2 separate regions of the Solanum lycopersicum genome follow, and region 2 is linked to region 1. Evidence: chromatin contacts called from public HiChIP or PLAC-seq data. All regions are on one chromosome and are shown on one strand. The core of a region is the stretch at or near the end of the contact, and the rest is flanking DNA. Distances in the headings are between cores, read along the strand shown. Region 1 holds the start of LOC138338374. Region 2 holds the start of LOC101257101 (expansin-A10-like).

Region 1 (6,139 bases), core at 1,979-4,478:
TAGTTTATTTTGAAAAGTTTGTCTACACAAAATTTTAATATAATATTTAAATTTTAATTACTCAAAAAAATTTGTCTGTTTAGAAAGGGGAATAAAAATTATGTCTATTCAGATTCGAAAATAAAAGGTTTTGTTTGTTCAAACATTGAATAACTAAAAGTTGTATATGTTCAAAAAAAAGAGTTACTCTTCATGAACAATCTCCATTGAAATTTTATTAATACAAAGTATTACTAGAAATTCATTCTCGATTTTACGAGAATTTTTGTGAAAGCCTTTCATTTGTTTTTTTTATGGAAATTTAATTTTTCGATGAATTCAAATGTTTATATATGAGTTTATTGTATTTTGACTGAGAATTATTTGTCATTTTTTAAAATACATAAGCAGTAACTCTTAAAAGATAACAATCTTTCACCCCAGTAACCTTTAATTTCTCTGTTAACTACTAATAGATGTTTTCTTATTCCAGCCAACGCCGGAATTTTGCACTTTAATTTCTATTCTGAGTTGATTTATGTTCATGATGTTTATTGTCTTCATCACAAGGATACATGTCTATATCTATTATATTTTCATTGACCAACACTTTTCCTTTTAAGTTTGACTTTTGGAGAGGACAGCCCGCCCTTATGATTATTTTTTGTGTGTGTTTGTATCAATTATGGGTGATAGAATGTTTAATATATTTAAGTGTTTATCGGTTGGATATCTAACTTATTTAAAATAGATAAATATGGATGTAAATTATATTACTCATTTTAAAGTGAATAAATAAATAAATAAAATAAACAAAAAATGTTTATTCATAAAATAAATAAAAGAGATATTAATATTTTCTTTTTTGAGATATAGGTGGTTGGAGTAGGAGGTGGTAGTGAGTGGGGTAAGCAAAATTTTTTTTCTTCTGAAAACCAATTTATATTTCGTTGAAGGGGCTAGAAGGGGGGAGGTGGATTAGTGGGTTTGGAGTGATAATAAGAAAATTTATTTTCATCACTACAAAAGATAAGTCATTTTAAATATTTTATCTAATTTTATTTAATTCATTTTTAATCAGCTTATATTCAACTGGTTTGCCACTCCTAATATGATCTCAACTAAATCGATTAGGGTGTGAGGAAGGTGGAAGAGATAAACAAATAAAAAATTGAGAGGCATACATTTGTGAAGAAGTACAATTTAGAAGAATGTTTTTGCACTATTTTAAAATAGCTTGTAATCTAATAATTATACTAATATTGCTTACTTAATTATGTAGTTTTTCTCTAATATAAGAGACATCCGGATCTCACTTTAACTAAAAAATAATTATTATCTTTTTAAAAACAATCTCCCCACCCCCCCTCCAAAAAAAATCATGCTGAGGGGATTCGTGAGGAGAGATTAAAAATTATCTCAAAATATTAGTTACATGTATTTATTGTTATTTATATATTTTTGTCCGGCTGAAATTATTTTATTAGGAAAAATACGTTAAACTGGTTATGAATTTGTTCTAAAAAATCAGTTACACATTTAATCTATTATAGAAACCTACTACAAACCTAATCTTGTTGATACTGATATTAATACCCCTAAACTTTTTCTCCTTTAAAGTGTGAATAAAACAAATTATGTTAAAATGACGAATTTCAACGCGTAACACCTTTTTATTGGTAATTAATAAATAAGGATTATAATTTCTAAAATATTAATTATTTCAATTTATTTTCTTATATATCTTTTAAATGGTGGCTATCATTTTCTTTATAACTTTTAATCTTTTTCTTCTTCTAAGTTCTTCTTCTTCAACAATTCACGGTCAATTTTCACCACTCACCATTGATTTCACTTTCCCGTGAAAGCATATTAGCACTCTACCCTTAAAGTATAACTCTAAAAAGAAATAGAAAGGAGTGGTGATTTAAGATGATGACTTTTATTGAAAAGTTAATAATGTTAAATTTGACAAGATTCAAAAATGGACAATGAAAAGATATGGTAGTTAAGAGGATAATTCTTCATTGGTAGAAAAATCAAAGATAGCACCTTTTGTAAGTGAAATTTAGGTGAACAATAAATTGGTTTCACAAGGTAAATCTTGACACTTTGACATATTGTGATGTCATGGATGACATCATTAGAAAGAATTCACTGCTACAAATAGGTAGCTCCTAATTCATTTGTAACACACTTCTCACTTGCCTTCTCATCTCATAATGTATTTATTCTTCTTTCTCTCTTGTAGTATTTCACTTGTACTCTTTTAGAGTGAAATAAATATTGGTTGGTTGTGTCCGAGAAATAGGCAAAAGAAAAAAACATTCGCCAAACCTCGTTAATTCTTGATATTCTTTTTATTGTTGTCTCATTTGTTATTTATTAGCTACCTTTAGATATTGTAGTTGTGATTCTATCACTCTTTATATATTCGACTTCTGTAACAATTGGTATCAGAGCCTAGGTATTATCTTAGTATGCTCTGTGGTTGCAGCATAATCTGAACTTCCACATCAAAAAAAGATTTACTTTGATCTTTGCATTGTTAGCTAGTAAATAGTATTTGTAGTAAAATGTGAGACAAGAAAAATGACGAGTCCACATCGAGTGTCAATAATACGTCATCATTGGTATCTTCAATTATGAAAAGAACTGTGTCAAATGCAAAATTTGCAGCTGAAATTTAATGGTCAGGAGATTTCGGAATGTGGCAAGGGGTTCAACAAGGGCTAGATATTGACATTGAAGAAAAGAAACCACATGGTGTAGCAGAAGAAGATTGGAATTTTATCAACCGTGTTGCTTGAGATACCATTCGATCTTACCTCGCAAGAGAACAAAAGTACCCATACACGAAGGAACATCTGCAAATAAATTATTGAATTAATTGGAGGACAAATTCTTGAAGAAAAACAGTCAAAATCAACTTTACATGAAAAGAAGACTGTTACGTGTCACTTATGTTCTTGGTAGCACAATGTTAATCATATCACCAACATTAATAAGTTAGCGACAGATTTGCGGAATATGAACGTGACTTTTATGGATGGAGATATGGCCTTAATGTTTTTAAGTTTTCTTCTCGATGAGTTCGAGCATCTTAAAACGACTCTACTACATGGAAATGATGAAGTATCTCTCAAAGAAATTTGTTCTGACTTATATAGTTATGAACAAAGAAAGAGAGAAAAATAAAAAGGCGAAGAAGTAGAGTCATTGATTGCGAGAGGTCATTCTCAAAATCATATGAGAACGAATAAAGGGAGATCCAAGTCAAGATCCAGACTCAGCAAAGATGAATGTGCCTTTTTCCGAGAAAAAGGACACTGGAAGAAAGACTATCCAAAGTTGAATAGCAAAGCAAAACCAAATAATGGAAAGGATGTCATGGATTCAAATGTGGCTGATTGTGATAACTCCGATTACTCACTAGTTACAACAGATGCATCTAAATCATCTGATGTATGGTTGATGGACTCATTTTGTATTTATCATATGTGTCCCAATAGGGACTGGTTTGTTGATTTACAAGAAGGAGAATGTGAAATTATTCACACTACAAACAATAATCCTCTTATCGCATATGGTGTTGGTTCAATCCGATTAAGGAACCATGATGGATTAAGTAGAACAATAACAAATGTTCAATTTGTACCAGATTTGAAGAAAAATCTCAATTATGTTGGACACCTAGAGTCAAAGGGGTTCAAAGTAATTGTAGATAATGGCGTGATGAGAATATGCTCTGGCACACTGGTGGTAATGAAGGCAATTCAAAGAAATAATAACATATACCACTATCGAGGTAGTACAATTATTGGGACAACGGCAACAACATCCAATATTGAGAAGGAGGCAGATATGACCAAGCTGTGACATATGCGCTTGGGACATGCTGGAGGAAAATCCTTGAAAACTTTATCAGATCAAGGATTGATAAAAGGAGTGAAAACTTGCAACTTGGAGTTTTGCGAGAATTGTGTCAAGAAAAAGCCAACAAGGGTTAAATTTGGAACATCTATTCATAATACTAAAGGTATTTAGGATTATATTCATTAGGATGTTTGCGGTGCTTCAAAAACACCTTCATTAGTTGGAAAACACTATTTTGTAACCTTTGCTGATGACTTTGCTCAAAGATTGTGGGTATATACGATGTAAACAAAAGATGAAGTATTGAGAATTTTTCTCAAATGGAAGGCGATGATAGAAACTCAAAGTGGCAGAAAGATCAAGTATCTTCGCACATACAATGATTGAGAATACAAGAATGATTTTTTCAGAAAATTTGTGATGAAAATGTCATCATCAGATATTTCACCGTCAAAAATACACCACAACAGAATGGATGGCAGAATGCATGAACCACACTTTGATGGAGAAGGTTCGGTGTATGTTGTCCAATGCTGGCTTGGACAAAGAATTTTGGGCTGAGGCAATAACATATGTATGCCACCTTATTAATCGTCTACCATCTGCTGCTATTGGTGAGAAGACACCATTTAAAAAATGGTAAGAAAAATTTGTTGAAGATTATGGTTCTTTAAATGTATTTGGCTCTATTGCATATTATCATGTAAGAGAATCAAAATTAGACCCAAGAGTAAAGAAAGCTTTATTTATTGGAATTACTTCTGGAGTCAAAGGATACCGTTTATGGTGCCCAGAGACAAGAAAAGTTATTTTTAAGCAGGTATATTACCTTTGATGAATTTGCCTTGACAAATAAGGTAACACTTGAAGAAGCCAAACAAATTGATGGTGCTTCAAAGCAGGTGGAGTTTGAGGGAAAGATAAATTTCCCAACACAGGGATCAAACGAGGAAACAACAAAAGATTTTCCTCTTGAATGAGAGCCAGTCAAAGAGGAGGTTTCTTCTCAAGAAACTCAACTACAACATGAATCAATAGTAATCGACAATCCAAAAAGGGCAATAAAAAAACCTGTTAGAATCATAGATATGGTGGCTTGTGCGAACTCTATTGCAGCTGATTACATTCCGACCACTTATAAAGACGTAGCCCAAAGTTCACAAGAAAATAAGTGGAGGAAGGCCATGGATGAAGTTATGCAGTCGTTTCATCAGAATCATATATGGAGATTGATTAATCTCCAAGAGGGAAAAAAAGCAATTGGGTATTTGCAAAGAAAGAAGATTTCCTAACCAAGAAGATGTTCGCTACAAAGTAAGATTGGTAACAAAGGATATTCTCAAAAGGAGGGAATAGATTATAATGAGGTATATTCTCAAGTTATGAAATATTCCTCCATTAGAGTTTTGTTGGATTTAGTAGCACATTTGAATTTGGAACTAGTTTAGTTCGATGTAAAAATTGCATTTTTATTGGAGACTTGAAAGAGGAAATCTACATGACTCAGCTAGAAGGATTCAAAGTTGATGGAAAAGAAAATATGGTGTGCAAACTTGAAAAATCATTGTACAGATTGAAACAATCTTCTAGAAAATGGTACAAACTATTTCACAAGTTTATGTTGTAGCAAAGGCAGGGGTGCGCAATAACCGAACCGACCAATAAACCAAACCGATAAAATGTTATTGGGTTATTGGGTTTTTAATGTGTTAAAAAAAATTATTATTGGGTCATTGGGTCGGTTTCGGTTTTTCCTATTGGGTTATTGGGTAAACCGATAACCCAATAAGACTATAGTTATTTACTACTTTACCCTTCCTCATTATTAAATATACATAATTTAATACATAAATAGATTCAATATTAGCTTTTCAGGCTATGTGATTTTTTTGTTAGGAAATTGGTGAGAACTTTGTTGATTATCTGGTGGATCAAGCAACTGTTCAAGATTTTCTCATTGAAATATTTTATTTTAGTTTTAATTCTAGTTCGTAATTGTAGGCGTTAGCTTTTGCAAGTTTGTGAATGTTAGTAATTTGATCAACATTCAAAGTTTTCTATTATATTTTGGTGGTAAGTTGGTCACATGTAATTATAACATACGTACTATTATATATTATTTGATCGACATTTTCTTATTGGGTTAATCGAAACCGAACCGATTTCATCAAAAACCGATAAACTGATAAAAAATTTCTTATTGATTTGTTATTGGGTTAACATATTTTAAAACCAAAAATCGATAAACCGAACCGATTATATGTAAAACCAAACCGAATCGACC
Region 2 (6,139 bases), core at 1,607-4,106, 140 kb after region 1:
CCATTGAGGACACTAAACCATTGAATAGTAAGTCCTAAATGAGTTGAAATTCCTAATTCATGAGAGAGAAAATAGGAAAGATGGATAATTGAAAAATATGATGCCTAATATTAAGCGTAAAAATACACTAATCGAAAGATATACTTTTAAATTGAAAAATAGTTATTAAATTGATATTATAGCAGTGAATTACAGATTTATTAAACTTGAAAGATATACTTTTAAATTAAAAAATAGCTATTAAATAGATATTATAACAGTGAATTATAAATTTATTAAACTATAGTCATATATAACAAATAATTACACAGCACATGTTATCTTCTTATGTAATTTTTCCTTCTTTAATTTCAATTAATACTAATTCAGGTTAAATTGGAAACAATTATTTAATTATTTCTTAACAACAAGTATTTTGAAATAATAGTTTTTAATAAACATGACAATAAGAAAAGCAGTTGTATTATTATGAAGTCATAGAATAGTGATTTTGCTGGCAATATAAAAGTTAGTAGTTGTGTTTTTGGCTCTTGACTTTGAGGATTATCATGAAACCCGAGAAATGACAGGTCAGCATTGACACGTCATTAATAGTTTGACCTAATAATGATATCTTCTTCAACATGTGACAAATCAGCCGTCCAAGAAATTGCTGCTTTTTTTGCCTCCATTTCTGTGATTCATTTTAAGCATCCCACAAATCATTACTACAACAACTACTTTATTCAACTTTAGAGGAGATCTTTATTTTCTTTTCAAAATTTTATTTAAGCATTTTCTAATAATTTTATATACTCTTTCTTGACAAAATTTTATTAACCAATTTGCTTAATTACATAATACTATAATTTTTTAAATATATATTATAGCCGCATATTAGAAGAGGAGAGAGGCGAGCGAGACTAGAAGATGTGAGTGAGATTAGGAGAGGGAGGAGAGAGGCGAGAGGCAAGAGAGGTTGGATACATGTGGTATCCATTGTTATCAGGTTATATCACGAATGTACTCGATATAATTGATTTGTATGTTGTATTCATTTTAGGAGGAAACAAATGAACAAAATTAAGAGAGGAAAGAGAGAGCATAAATACATGTTGTTTCCGTTTCATCACGAATACAACTGATGCAGAATACAAATACAAATATAATTGTCTAAATCAATTGATTTGTACCGTATATTGAATATACTTGTATCAATAGTATTAACGAACAAAATTTGTGCATGATTGACAGAATAAAAGTTTTAATAATACAGTGATACATAACACGTATATAGTTGATACATAATACAAAATATAATTGATATAAAATAACAAAAATACAATCGTCATATTTTTGTGGAATAGTTTTTGGGTTGCAATGGTTTGGGCGAGTGTGAGAGGGGGCAAGAGGGAGGGACAGAAAGAGGCGAGGGAGACAAAGGGAGAGAAGAGAGAAATTTGTTATTAAACTCTACATATAGCTACAAATTATAATGACATAATACATACCCTAAACTTCACTTCAAATTTCAATTTTTGACCTCTAACTTTCATAATGCACAAACATGCACCTTAACTATACAACTTTTAAATAAATAAACAAATGAGTCCTACATGACACAATACATGTAGGACACCACATAGAACAAAAAATGACATATAAGATGATATGTACGACATGTGTGTCTATTTGTTCAACTTTATACAAGTTTAATTGCATACTTGTGCACACCCAAAGTTACAGGACATAAATGTGATTCGAAACCAAGTTAAAGGGCATATTTATGTATTATGTCAATTATAATATTTTGAACTATAATGATTCTAAGTACGTATCACATATTTGTCTTGTCATATACTTTTCCTTCTAAAAGTTATTTGGGTTAACATTTTTTTTTCGTTTATAATATATAATTTACAGGTAACTCTCCATCCAAAATAGGATTTTAATTTTGGAATTAAGGAAAATTAACTATAAAAATACATGTGACCAGAAAATATATATATATATATATATATATATATATATATATATATATATTTTCTGGTCACATGTATATTGTCGGTAGAAAGGGGCAAATTTTGGTATCAACTTGATGATAATAAAGGCTGTAATAATGAAAATATTAAAAAGAAAAAAGAAACTGAAGACTTTTTTTGCTTTATTGTTGTGTTCATATTTTGTTTATATTGATATTTTTGTTTGTCATACAAGAATAATATTAAGGAGAATTACTCAATTAGCACGTGCAGTTTTTGGCTTAATTATTTGTTGACCAATGAGGTAATTTTTTCTAAATAAAACTTGCCAGAACACGAAGGAAAAGAGTTGAGGGTCCAACAATTATATTAAACAATGAAAATTAAAAGAAAACATAAATGCATGGTTTTTGTTATACATTATGTTAATTAAATTCAATCTCTATTGGTTAGGTTCTTGTCCAGTTCAAACTTGATAACCTTTCACTTCTAATTTAATGTATGCCTTATATGTATCCTTACTAGGAGTTCTTTGGTGTAAGATATAATGTATGATAATTTTAAAGATAAAATGTATAATCTTTTATTCTGTATTTGATTAGACATAAGACAATCATGAGATTATTTATATTTCAGCTATAGAAATAAATTATTATATGTACATGGTGAAATTAATAACATATCCTACTGTAATTTATTCGGGGAAAATTTCGATAGTAGCGAAATCAGATTTTTCAATGAGAGGTTTAAAATTTAAAAAAATAGACACATGTAGTAGTTGAAAGGGATTCGACATCTAATATATACCTAAAAATATATTTTAATCATATACACAATAATACAATTTTCTGGCGAATGGGCAACAAAAAGGTGTCATTCAAGTCTAATATAACTTGTTCTAACCGAATGAAGATGATAAAACCTCAAACAAAAAATGATAAGTTGTCAAAAGAATTCATGGGGGCCGACCCACAGGTGGAGGGGTCCTGCTAGAGTAGCTAGGGAGCAAAATAAAACGGGCTAATAAGAGTTTATTTAATAACACTATAAATAGCAATGGATTAGCCTCATTTCCTTGTACCTCAATTTCCCAACCATATTCAATCCTCCTCCAATTTAAGTAATTAACTAGTACAACACCATTCACCACCAAAATTAAAATGGCTATTGAATATCATCATTTGCCATTTCTATTCCTTGTTTTTCTTGCATGTGTACAACACTCTTATGAACTCGGAGTTTATACTGGTTGGAAGAATGCTCATGCAACATTCTACGGTGGTTCTGATGCTTCCGGCACCATGGGTATGTATATATTTATGTATAGGTAACATTTAAGGCCTCTTATTAAAATTTATTTTTGTTGTTGCATTCATGCACAGGAGGAGCATGTGGATACGGAAACTTGTACAGCCAAGGTTATGGTACAAATACTGCAGCTTTGAGCACTTCACTGTTTAATAGTGGGTTGAGTTGTGGATCTTGCTATGAACTCAAGTGCAATGTCAATGCTGACCCTCGATGGTGTCGACGTGGAACTATTACTGTCACGGCTACTAACTTTTGCCCACCAAACTATGCCCTGGCTAATAACAATGGTGGCTGGTGTAATCCTCCTCTTAGACACTTTGATTTGGCTCAGCCTGCTTTTTTAAAAATTGCTCTATATAGAGCTGGCATTGTCCCTGTCATCTATAGAAGGTATTAGTATGAAATTGTCTTTAAATTGGTAGTTACAACTTTTACACCATCAACTTCTTTTTCCATAGACCCTTTAATGTGGCAAAATTAATTCATTTTTGACTAATCTTCTTTTATTTTCTTTTTTTCTTATATTAAAACCTCTTGAGAAAAGATTTATATTATCAATTAAAAATTTTGTTCATCAATATGTGTCATTTGCATTTTTGAGAAAAAGTTTATCTATCTCATTTTTGTCAACTGATAACGGTTTCAATTTTGCAAAATTTATTTCACACGCGGTCAATTATGATTCCATCATGTCATTAGTTAATTATTTTTGTTAAAAAAGACTTAAATATGTCAACAAACTTTGAGAAAATGACTCATAATGCTATTAGTTTTAAGTTTGGTTCATCTATGTGAATTAGTTAACAACTAATGACATGGATAAGTCTTTTCTCAATCCTAAATAGCATATATGAACCAAACTTTTGGCACATGATATAGATGAATTTCTTCACAAAGTTTGATGTCATATTTGAGCGTTTTCCCTAGGAAACTAATTAAAACATGATCTTAAGCGGCAATTTTAACTATTATAACTTAATTGCCGCTAAATATACATATTTTTTAAAAAACAATTAGTCTTTTCAAATGTTACTAAAGCCTATAGTTAAACTGGATCCAATACTAATGAGCGTACAGATATTAGCGCTTTTTTTTAACGTGGTACAACACATTATGTTGTCTCTAAAGGAGATTTTGTTATGGTATGGCAGGGTCCCTTGCATGAAGAAAGGAGGAATGAGATTCACCATTAATGGTCATTCCTACTTCAACCTAGTGTTGATAACAAACGTTGGAGGTGCAGGAGACATTCGATCAGTGTCCATAAAGGGATCAAAAACAGGGTGGCAAAAGATGTCACGAAATTGGGGTCAAAATTGGCAGAGTCATTCATACCTTAATGGCCAAAGTCTTTCTTTCAAAGTAATAGCTAGTGATGGAAGGATAGTCACTACTTACAATGTTGCTCCAACTAATTGGCAATTTGGACAAACTTTTCAAGGAGGTCAATTCTAAGACAAAGTTAATTACTCCATATGTTCTAAGACATGAATTTAATTCAAGGGGTCTTCATTTTTCAAACAATATGTATGAAGTTATTTGTCACACAAAAAAAATAATTTAAGATGATAATCAAAAGTGTCTACCACTCTGTTGATTTATCGTCACACAAATATACAAGCACTTGGCAGGAATTACAACAAATGAAACAAGTTGGCATTTATTATGTAGAAGTGTGTTTATGTCATCTAATGTTAATTAATGTGAATATATTACTATTACGTCGTCCTTTTTTAGGTTTCCTATGTTTTTTTCGAGAGACAAACGATATGAATTTTGATTTAGTTTTAAGATGTATTTTTTCATTATATCGATATGAAAAATGTTGCAATTTATAATACTTTTCGTATAGTTTTTGAATATCTATAATTATTATTTTGAATTATCAAATTAATGTATTAAATTTAACTTTGAAATTTAATTATCAAATTTATTCGCGGAAAGCACAACATGACAACTAAAAAAAGCCGGGAGTTATTTTTTTTAGATTTGGTATTCGAGAACTAGAAATAATAATGAATGTGTTTCTACGAGTTTTGAGAACTTTCTTCTTCGATATCTATATCGAAGTTCTGCTAAAAATCATCTGTTTAGACAGAAGTGACGTATAAGTCATTAGACTAGGTCATTTTTTGACAAAATAGGAGATCATTAGGTTATTTTTTGACAAAATAGGAGATGATGAGTGACATTTTCTGCAAAACTTCAAGACAAAAGACTGTTGTGCAGCAAAATTTGAGAAATTTACCCATCCAAAACCACCAAGTATATAGATTCAACAACAACAAAAAAGACCAATTCTTTGGGATCCTTCCTTTCTTCAAACGGTAAGAAAAAAAGATAGAATCAGGTCGATTCCTGAAATGCCTTATATTGGGGTTGAAACAAAGTGAGTACACAAGAACACCAATATAATTCACCATCTCTCCCTTTCTAACTAATAATTTAACAAAGAATACTTCAATCTCAAAACAATTTTCCCTTTATCAACACCAAGTTTTCCACCTGTGACAACCCAATGACCCGGAGGATCTCGAGGTCCCTTGCTCATCTCCGTCATGTCAACAAATTTTGCCAACTTATTGCCAATAAAATTCTGTCCTGGAATTGAACTTTCATTGCCATTGCTATCAGCCTGTTTCCTTAACTTGTCATTCGGGGTGTGATCCCACAACGATCTTCTAATAGTGCAGCCCGGTAGCCTTGAATACAAGAGCCTCATATACAAGACGTTTCTCGAACCAAAATCCCAGACCCCAAGCTGAGCTCCTGTGACTATGTATACACCTGAAAGATCTCCTATGAAAGTTTCCGGGCTCTCAATTGGTGCACTACTCACATGTGAGAAGTTCTTCCATTTCACTGCT

What was found. HiChIP or PLAC-seq counts read pairs in DNA pulled down with a chosen protein or histone mark.
Region 2: an RNA polymerase II HiChIP or PLAC-seq map of leaf shows a contact between it and region 1, with 5 times the contacts expected there. The contact joins the promoter of LOC101257101 here to the promoter of LOC138338374 in region 1. A contact is called at or near these places in 2 of 8 Hi-C or Micro-C datasets (both in leaf) and 1 of 1 datasets of contacts at active chromatin or transcription factors (leaf).

Annotation. Positions count from the first base shown.
Region 1 is chr9:13,065,744-13,071,882 of SLM_r2.1, forward strand. LOC138338374 reads left to right here and starts at 3,229. Exons shown (of 1, transcript XM_069289330.1): 1 at 3,229-3,858. The coding sequence starts at 3,229. The coding sequence ends at 3,858.
Region 2 is chr9:13,203,013-13,209,151 of SLM_r2.1, forward strand. It overlaps LOC101257101 (expansin-A10-like), which reads left to right and starts at 2,857. Exons shown (of 3, transcript XM_004246227.5): 1 at 2,857-3,266; 2 at 3,344-3,662; 3 at 4,424-5,000. The coding sequence starts at 3,122. The coding sequence ends at 4,727. It overlaps LOC101249850 (MACPF domain-containing protein CAD1-like), which reads right to left. Exons shown (of 7, transcript XM_010327452.4): 7 at 5,628-6,139. The coding sequence ends at 5,710.